Linked DNA regions of Gossypium hirsutum: region 1 is linked to region 2. Evidence: chromatin contacts called from public Hi-C data. All regions are on one chromosome and are shown on one strand. The core of a region is the stretch at or near the end of the contact, and the rest is flanking DNA. Distances in the headings are between cores, read along the strand shown. Region 1 holds the start of LOC107886538 (protein DETOXIFICATION 29). Region 2 holds the start of LOC107886540 (60S ribosomal protein L27a-3).

The links. Hi-C and Micro-C count contacts between places; a contact is called where the count stands out from the background.
Region 1: a Hi-C map of fibers shows a contact between it and region 2, with 5 times the contacts expected there. The contact joins the promoter of LOC107886538 here to the promoter of LOC107886540 in region 2. A contact is called at or near these places in 9 of 34 Hi-C or Micro-C datasets (callus, fibers, hypocotyl and 2 more).

Annotation. Positions count from the first base shown.
Region 1 is chrA03:97,389,539-97,394,368 of Gossypium_hirsutum_v2.1, forward strand. It overlaps LOC107886538 (protein DETOXIFICATION 29), which reads right to left and starts at 3,040. Exons shown (of 8, transcript XM_016810531.2): 1 at 2,470-3,040; 2 at 1,822-2,363; 3 at 1-70. The coding sequence starts at 2,808.
Region 2 is chrA03:97,137,211-97,142,181 of Gossypium_hirsutum_v2.1, forward strand. LOC107886540 (60S ribosomal protein L27a-3) reads left to right here and starts at 3,625. Exons shown (of 1, transcript XM_016810533.2): 1 at 3,625-4,288. The coding sequence starts at 3,730. The coding sequence ends at 4,170.

The DNA of each region.
Region 1 (4,830 bases), core at 1,790-4,289, 250 kb after region 2:
CACTGATACTTCGGCGTTCGTTAGGTATCCAGCGAAAAGTATCAATGCCATGAAATACCATACCTCTAAACTGCAAATCATTTTATACATTTATTAACCATTTCTCTCTTCCTTTCCTGGAATCTAACCATCTATTTTTTTAAATTTAGAATTTAAATTCAATTATTAATATTATTATATTTACTTTTATAAATTTTATTGATGTGATATTTTAAAATAAAAAACAATATTTACTTAATATTAATATAATTAAAAAATAACGTGATAATAAATTTAAATTTAATAAAATAATTTTAATTTGTATTTAAATTTTAAGATCTAAAAAAATTTAAAAATAAAAGTATATAAACAAAATTTTAATTTTATTAAAAGAACACTGGTTTTTTTTACCTAAATTAATAAAAAAATTAATGACACATGTTATAGATTACTTATGAGAATAATATATTTTCTACAATAAAATTGGATACCACCAATATGTGTCAGATGAGGACCAACTATAAAAAAACAACATGTTAATAAAAATAAATAGATCCCAAAATAGATGTATAAAATTCAAAATTATACCATATTCACTCCAAATTAAAGAAAAAAAGAACTATAAGTATGGAAATTTTTTAATTTATTTTTATTAAGATATTATTTTTATAACTGCGGCCTATCCAATTTCACTGTAAAAAACATATAATACTCCTAAATAATCTAAAATATGTCCATTTTCTTAATTAATACTTTTTTATTATTTAAATAAAAAACCCAAGAGTACACTCATATTTTAATAACAATAAAACCGACAAGCTTGTACTGAACTGCTGATATAGAAATTTAAAGCTGTACATACTTTACTGATATAGAAAATTGAAGTGTAGGAAACTTGTTTCCTTTTTTTTAGGTCATAAAGTCCAATAAGGATTTTTTACCCCCTTAATTTAAAATAAATAATTAAATATTAAAATGATTACCCTACAAATTAATTATCAAAATGAATTGTTTATTACAATATTTTTTTATGTCAGCCTGACTGATTAATATTATTTTAGTTCAAGTCCCACAAATAATATTATTTTATCAATAAATAATAAAATGTTATATGTAAGAATTAAACTTAGAATTATCAAATTAAACATCACTCACTCTACCGCGTAAGCTAAAACAATTATTTTTATATATAATAATTACAATCACTAATTATATTATAATTCGATATAATTAATATGTTAAGCGATATTAAAAAATATCGTGATAAATAATTTATTTTGATAATTAATTTATAAAGATTGCTAGGTTAAAAAAAGGGTGAAATGAGAAATGATATTGTTTCTATCTTGTCATGTCTTGTATTGGAACTTCATATAAAATATTTCAAAGAAAAATGAATGAACGGTAGGTATTCAACTGAAATCTTTAAAAAAATAATTCTAAAAAGCCCAAAATTTAAAATTATTTTTTTTTCAATGTATTTGTTTCAAAGTATATTTTAAAAAAATTATATCAATTTTGAAACGTAACTTTCGGTATAAATATAAAATAAATAAATGTAAACAGATGTGAAATAAATAACAATATCAATAATTTATGAGAATTAAATAAAAAGTTAAAATTTATATAAATAATTACGTGAAATTAAAATTAAGCATTTAAAATAAGTTTTAGGTAAAGGGTTTAAACTCGTTCTTAAAAATGTTATAAAGCATTTCTCACACATAGAATCACGTTGAAATTGGAATAATAAATTTAGGGATTTATATTTTGAAAAAAAATAAAAAGACCTAATTCATTTTTAAAAATGATTTTTAGTTTTTTTCTGCCTAGGGGACTTACCAGAGCATTACTGCTGAAGCTAAAGACAATCTAACAAAACCCCACAGATGTTGAAATGCCTTCCAAGAGAAGCCGGTCCAAGTCCGATCACAAGCGCCGCTAATTATGTACAAAAACTGAGCCACAACTATGAAAATCCACGACATATTTAAAACAACGGCTGCACCCGCTAGGCCCCATCCCAGCTTTAGCATCAAGAGCCAGCTTAATACAGTGTGCAGAACCAACACCACTCCTGCTATCACCGCCATCACCATGATCTTGCTCTGCGCCTGTAAGAACTTCGCCATCGGAAAGTTGAACGCGTAAGCAAACAGTTGAGGCAACATCCACATTGCGAACATTCCGGCCGCCTTCGATATGCTTTCTGTTTGGCCTATTACCCTCAAAAATTTTGACGCGAATATGTATAACAAGCTTAACATCAAAGCCGTTGAGTTGAGGATGACCCATGATCTTTGCATGTACGCCCCTAACATACCAACCTGCCCTGCTCCAAATGCTTGGCCGCATAAAGTTTCGAGTGCACTTCCCATCCCAAGCTATTCAAGTTTTAATCAAGTATTCTGCGATTACTGTTATTTGTAACTAAGCTAACAAAACTAAAACTAAAACTATTAACGAAGGAAATTTAATTTACAGATTTACCATGACGCCGAAGGAGAAACCGGCGATGAATGAATTCTCCACGGAGAAGGCGGCAAGAGCTAGAGTGCCAACTTGGCCGGAAAAGACTTGAGTGATAGCGCCGAGGGAGTATCGGCAAAGAGATGTGAAGATGGCGGGGCCAGCAAGGAACCAGAGCTTCTTGGACTCTATCAGGTATTCTCTGAAGAAGTCACGGACGCCGTTGATCGGTGGGATGTCATCGATGCCGGCCGTGAAGGTGGTGTTTGATAGTCTAGAAAGTAACTGCTCCTGGTGGTGGCTGTCCTCGCCGACTAGCCGAGGGGAAAGAAGCGGTTGCTCAGCATCCTCCATAGCCATATGAGAGCACAAAGAGCAATCGGCCAAGATAGATGTAGATAATATTTTTGGATAGAAGAATGATTTGTTTGGAGATTTTAAGTGTATAAATTTATATTCGAATTTTAAAATAAAATTCAATCCGGGAAATTTATGTAAATATGTTGAAAAAAAAACATTTCAGAAATTACACTATCTTTTAAAAAAATTACCGAATTTTATGAATTTTATCCATAATTTTTCCTACCATCAAATGTTTTGGTTTTTTGCTACATATGACTTAATTTCGGTCTAACATTCCTTTGGTATAAAATGATTTTGCAAAGCATGACCAACTCCTTAATATAATGTTTTTTTTTTTCTCAAGGGCGAAATCAGAGTTAATATTTTACGCTTTTTCTCGCCCAACCTTTTTGACCATTATTTTAATATTTTAAATATTTATATTGTTATTTTAAAATTGTTTGGATACATTATAATTAGATTAAAGGATTTTTTTTTTACTTGGATAATATAAAAATAATCTTTAAATAGTATTCCATCTCTATTATTTACCAAAATATATGGATTGAATATTATTTAGGGATGGAGGGTTTGAAGGTGGCGGCTCCACCATTATTTTGCTAGCAATCATAACTCATCATTAAGAATATAATTTGTGTTAAAAAATATAATTAAATGATGGAGGGAGTGGGACAGGCAACACATGTATCTAGTTTACACCGGTTAAAATACAGGTTGAGGAAAAATCATTTTTAAAGGCCGGAGAAAGGAACATGAAAGGCAACACCAATGGAGGCATAGTTTATTTTGCTAGCAATCATAACCCTATCATTAAGTATATAATTTGTGTTAAAAAATATATTTAAATGATGGAAGAAGTAGAAGAGGCGACACTTGTATGTAGTTTATACCGGTTATAATATGGGTTAAGAAAAATTAATTTTTAAAGTATGGAGGAGGTAACCTGACAGGCAACACTAGTGGAGGCATCGTGTTAGGCGACACCTTTCTACGACAAAAGTGACCACACACTCAAGGGGTCTGATGACTTAAATGGGTTGATTTAAGACACGGGTGAAAAAAATGAATTTTAAAAGAGGGGCCATGGTCCTCTCAGCTGTAAAAAAAAAATAAAAAATAAAAAAAATTGTAAGAGAAGCTAACAGTTTATGAGAAGAGAAGAATGGGAAGATGTAGCACAGAAGAGAAGAAAAGTTTTGAAAGGTTAAGTTTTATTATTGTAATTTTTTTTTGTTTAGGGCTTTAAAGGGAGGAATATATTGTTATGTGGTTTTAATATTTATTATATGTTTGATTTAGGGATTAGTGTGAAAGGAGGCAACAATAAATTTTTTGAAAGGTAATTTTTTTTAATTATAATTTATTTGTTTAATATTTTTTAATATTTATTATTCATTTGAATTTGTTGTTTTGGAAGGAAATGAGGCAACAACAAATATTATTTTGAAGGTATATTTTTGTTTTGTAGTTATTATTTATTTGGGGTGATTTACTTAAAAATGCTCATCTCCAAGTATATTTATGAAAATAGGCTAATTTCCACATTATTTATCGGAAATGGCCGGTTTTAGCAAAATGCGTCCATGTAGGAGCGTTTTAGGGGGAAAATGCCAGCAAATCGCACCCTTGGGGTAACATATTGCCATGTCAGTATAAAACGCACTGACGTGGACCCGCTTTCCTGACCTGGTGGGACCGAATGTTTAAAACATGGCCAGGTTTTTACAAATCCCTCGATTCCACAAAACATTGTCAGAATTAGAGGAAATTTGTGTTAAAAATTACATTTTGAGGTATGATTAACAAATGGATATTGAAGATGAAAACAAGACTTTTAAAAACCAAAATAAAAGAAATCTATTATGTTATATAAATTTAAAAGTAATTAAACATTTGAAATAAAAAAAAATTCTATGTCATCTGTCACATGCTAGTTATACATTGTTTGTAATGTACTAAAAAAATGCTTACATGCATTGATAGCTATTGATGAAAGATTTATGAAATGATTTTACTTAA
Region 2 (4,971 bases), core at 2,375-4,874:
AATTAGATATCACCAGAAAAAATGAATGAGGTGGCAGATATTTTGTCGAGAAAAATGGAAGGAAGCTGCATGGCTCTATCTCGACCGGTGCATGGGGTACTCGAAAATATACGAGCTACAAGTGTTTTGGATCCCGAATTGTGCCAATTGAGATTTGCACTTAAAGAAAATCAACAGGAACATGGAGACTACAAGGAGCAAGAAGGGCTGATAGTGTTCAAAGGGCGCATTGTAGTTCAAAACTAAATTGCACTCAGGACTTTGTTGATGAGAGAGTTTCATGATTCCAAAATTGAAGGGTATGCAAGAATAAACCGTACGTACCAGAGAATTGCAACTAATTTCTTCTGGTAAAATTTGAAGCGTGATGTAAAAAATTTTGTGAAGAATTGTCAGACTTGTCAGCGTATGAAGAGTGAGAGTCTGAAACCTGCTGGGCTTTTACAACCACTACCTATACCCGAACAAGTCTTTGAGGATTTATCATTAGATTTTGTTGTCGGGTTGCCTAAATCAAATGGGAAGGAAACCATTTTAGTGGTCGTAGATCATCTTTCCAAATATGCTCATTTTTTTTCACTGCCAAAGAAGTTTGATAGCAAAACAGTAGCGAGGGTATTGGTCTAATGAGTGATGAAATTGCATGGAATCCCTAAATCCTTGGTTAGTGATCGGGATAGAATGTTCACCAGTGAAATTAGGTAAGGAGCTATGCATGAGTTCGACATACCACATCCAAACTGATGGACAAACTGAAGCCTTAAACAGATGCTTAGATATGTACTTAAGGTGTATGACAGATGAAGATCCAAGAAATGGGAGCAATACCTATCTTGGGCAAAATACTGGTACAACACATCATATCAAAGTTTAGTAGGCATGACGCCATTGAAGGCTTTGTATGGCCGAGACCCATCCCTCATGATAGATTATTTAAAAGGTGCTCCAAGAAATGAACGGGTTAACCGTGCTCTCCAGGAGTGAGATGAGTTACTTCGCGTGCTAAAGAAAGATCTGATGCAAGCTCAGAACAGAATGAAGAATTAGGCAGATCAACAACGAAGGGAATTAAAGTTGGAAGTGGGAAGTTGGGCTTTTGTAAACCTACAACCGTATCGGCAATTATCTCTTTGGTTGAGAAGGCAACAAAAATCAGTCTATGTTTTTTTGGACCATATCAAGTGGAAAAAAAGGTGAGAGCAGTAGCGTATAAATTGAAACTTCCAGAATCCGCTCGACTCCATCCTGTCTTTCACATTTCACAACTTAAACCTCACCGGGGTCAACCAATATAACAGGTCACACCATTACCCTTGCTACTCAACCATGCTGGCCATCAAGAAGTCCATTCGAACCTTGAGAACAAGGTTCCAATTGAAGAGGGGGGTGATGTCATGATGCAAGATCCTACTGACCATGTCGACACTGAATCTCTTAAGCAGGAGGCGAAGCAGCAGGAGAATGCTCAGTTGGAGAATAAGGCACATACACACCCGCGCAGAGGAGTGAGAGAAAGGAGGGCGCCAAAAAACTTAACGGATTTTGTCTGCTACTGAATTGGTTATAAGACTTACTATTTAATATTTCGGTTGTAAGCAAAAACGGCATGAAAAACCAAAAACTGATTTTATTTTCCTGAATCTATTTTCTCCTTTCTTCCAATTTTCATTGTTTATGCTACTGAGTTCTTAACAAAAGGTGTGTTTCCCGAGAACCAACCGGTCGTGGTTAAGGCTAAGTTGGTGTCCAAGACTGCTGAGTAGAAGATTAAGGAGGCTAGTGGTGCGGTTGTGCTCACCGCTTAGGTTAGATCTTTTGATTTTAGATCTGAATGGCATCTCTGTTATATTATTATCTTAGACTTATTTTGAAATTAAATTTTGCATTAACATTCGTAATTTTGGCTCAACTATAGATATTATATGTGATAAGTTTTGAGATATGTAGTTCATCTAGTTGTGTTTTGTTGCATACCATAGATTTTGGTAGACATGGACTTAAGTTGAATACTTATAGCCCCGAGTGCAATGGCTTGTTGTACGTGATGTATGCCATTAAGGTTTTCCTGCATAGTTTGAAGCGATTCAAAACTTTGGCATGGAAATTTATGATGATGAATCTTATGGGGGACTAGCGATAGCTTTCTTTTGTGTTGGTGAATTTTGGAATAAATTTTAGTCGATGCAGTCTCTTGGTACTCACAAGTTACTTGAGTTCAACTCGAAAAAACTTCAAACTTGCTTTGGTAATTATCGAGTCGAGCTCTCCTCGAGCCAACTTTGAGCGTAGTAATACTTGACTCAAACTCGCAAGCCTTATTGAGCTTTTTATAATTTTATATTATTAAATTACGTTATTATCCTTAATATGTATTATTAACCTTAAACTTAATTATTGAGTTGAGCTTGAGCTCGAGTTCAGAAATTAGTAAACGAGCTTAATCAAGCTCGATTATATCTTGAGCCGAGCTTAAGCTTGGCAGTATTCAGGCTTGGCTCGGTTCGATTATGCCCGTAGTTGAGCCATTAATCCCCAATTTCCATGCTGAAACCCATCTTATTAATAGGTGTTGCAGACCAAAATGAAAGTACGAAAAGCATATGTCTTAGCTGCCCTGCTTCATTGACATTAGCAATTTACTAATCTGGGAATGGTGTGTTATATGTGGTGCCATTGCTTAATGTGGTCGTACGTGTTCAAGAAGTTATGGTAAAGTTCATGGATGTAGAAGGGAAAGAAATAGACATTTATTATGGAACCATAAATTGGTAATTCACTTGGTGACCATCTTATTTTGTAATTGGTATTTTGAGATCTAAACTATGTAGGTTAAAATTATTTTGAAGACGATACTTTGATCGAGTTTTCTTTATTTTCTAGTACTATTACCGTCTACCCGTAAGCATGAGAAATGCATTAAGTGAGTGAGGCATAAGGTTAATTTCTTGCTTGGTACCACAGTGATTTAAGTGTTGATTTGAGGCGAAGCTGAAACAATACATACAGCAGTGAGTGAAGAATAAGATGACTATAAAACAATAACCAAAATTTCCCACTGCAACCACAGTTGTAACTTTGAAATAAAACTGTTGCCAAGAAGGGAAGCAAGGCTGTAGCTTTGAGGTTCAGCAAAGAGAGGGCTTTCATTTTCCTGCTCTTAAATGTACCCCGGAAGTGAGCGTGTTGAAATCCACATGGCTAACGCAACGACGTGTTCGGTTGATTGTCATGGTTCAACTAGCTAAGCTTTTCCGGTATCGCGAGGCAATTTGTAGGCTGCAACGCTACCTTAAAAACTGTGGTTGTTTGTTACAACCCTTTCAACAAAAGCAAATGAAACATGATTTACTGGACTTTATCACTAATATTATATTAGTTTACTTAAATTAGTAGTGAACACATTAGCCGAGCAAATGTGAAACTAACCTTAAGGCCCAACCCCAATCAAAATATATCCTATGCTAAATTTATCTATATATTTTCCCAAATATGAAAATAACCTCCTATCAGCAAATTTATAAAAAAAAAAAATCACAATTCTAGGATCCAAATGAACCTTTAAGCCCAACGTGATAAGGGCCAACCCCTGTTTAGATCCATCAAATCACAAAGCCCTAAAAGGCAAAACCCCATTGTCCACCACACAATAAAAACTGACAAAACCCTATTTTCATTTTTCTCGTCTATAAGCCGCGCTTCAGAAGTCCCGTTCAATCCAAGTATCTAACAATGTCAACCCGTTTCAAGAAGAATCGTAAGAAGCGCGGCCACGTGAGCGCCGGTCATGGCCGTATCGGCAAGCACCGCAAGCACCCGGGGGGTCGAGGAAACGCCGGAGGTATGCACCACCACCGGATCCTCTTCGACAAGTATCACCCTGGGTATTTCGGGAAAGTGGGTATGAGGTACTTCCACAAACTCTGCAACAAGTTTTACTGCCCCATCGTCAACATCGACAAGCTTTGGTCTCTCGTTCCACAAGACGTGAAGGCAAAGGCCAACAAGGATTCGGCGCCGATGATCGACGTGACCCAGTTCGGGTACTTTAAGGTCTTGGGAAAAGGTGTGCTGCCCCAGAATCAACCGATGGTGGTTAAGGCTAAGTTAGTATCTAAGACTGCTGAGAAGAAGATTAAGGAGGCTGGTGGGGCGGTTGTTCTCACTGCCTAGGTTAGGGTTTTTGCTTTTGGATCTCTTATATTATCATCTAGGACTTAATTTTTTAAATGAGATTTTACCATAACATTCTTAATTTTGCTTCAACAATATATGGTATGGTGTTTATTTACTTGTGTTTTGCTTTGTTGCATTTGCTTGATTTAAGTTAAGATGCGGAAATTCTTGATACTTTACTGAGATTATTATTAGCTTTTCGTGCTATCTCTATCGTCAGACCATTGCACATTCTGTATCAATCCATTCATTCCCAAATTGGCTTAACCTTCCAATGCACTGCCATTCTTTTGTTGTCAACAATGTTTTTCATAATTTCGTCTCTAGATTTTATGATACATGAGGTAATTCCTCCTTCGATAGAGTAGTGTTGGAAAATCTCCATCAAGAGTGGTCCCTTTGCTAATCAATGCTGGAAAAAAGATATTGAAATTAAGATTATTATCAAGTGCTTATGTCTGGATTGGAGTAAGCCTTTGGCTCAGTGATTTAAATTCGCAATTATTGTAATTCACGTTCATCATTTTGGTCATTGTCCTTTACAGATGACAATTCGCGATTGCATACCAATTTAAACTTTAAAGGACTAATTATTAATCAAAATTGAACATTTTATTATTTTTTGGGCTTGCGTTCCGACCCAACACCGTCCTAAGTTGTCCCCTCCAGGTCGACTCAGCCGCTGCTTCCCCACTCTGCTCAACCGTTTGCATCATAAAGAAACGAAGTAGAATGATGGTTGCTCAACAAATAAGTATAAACATCTATTCTTCTTTTGTCTCTGAAAATTTTGAAAGG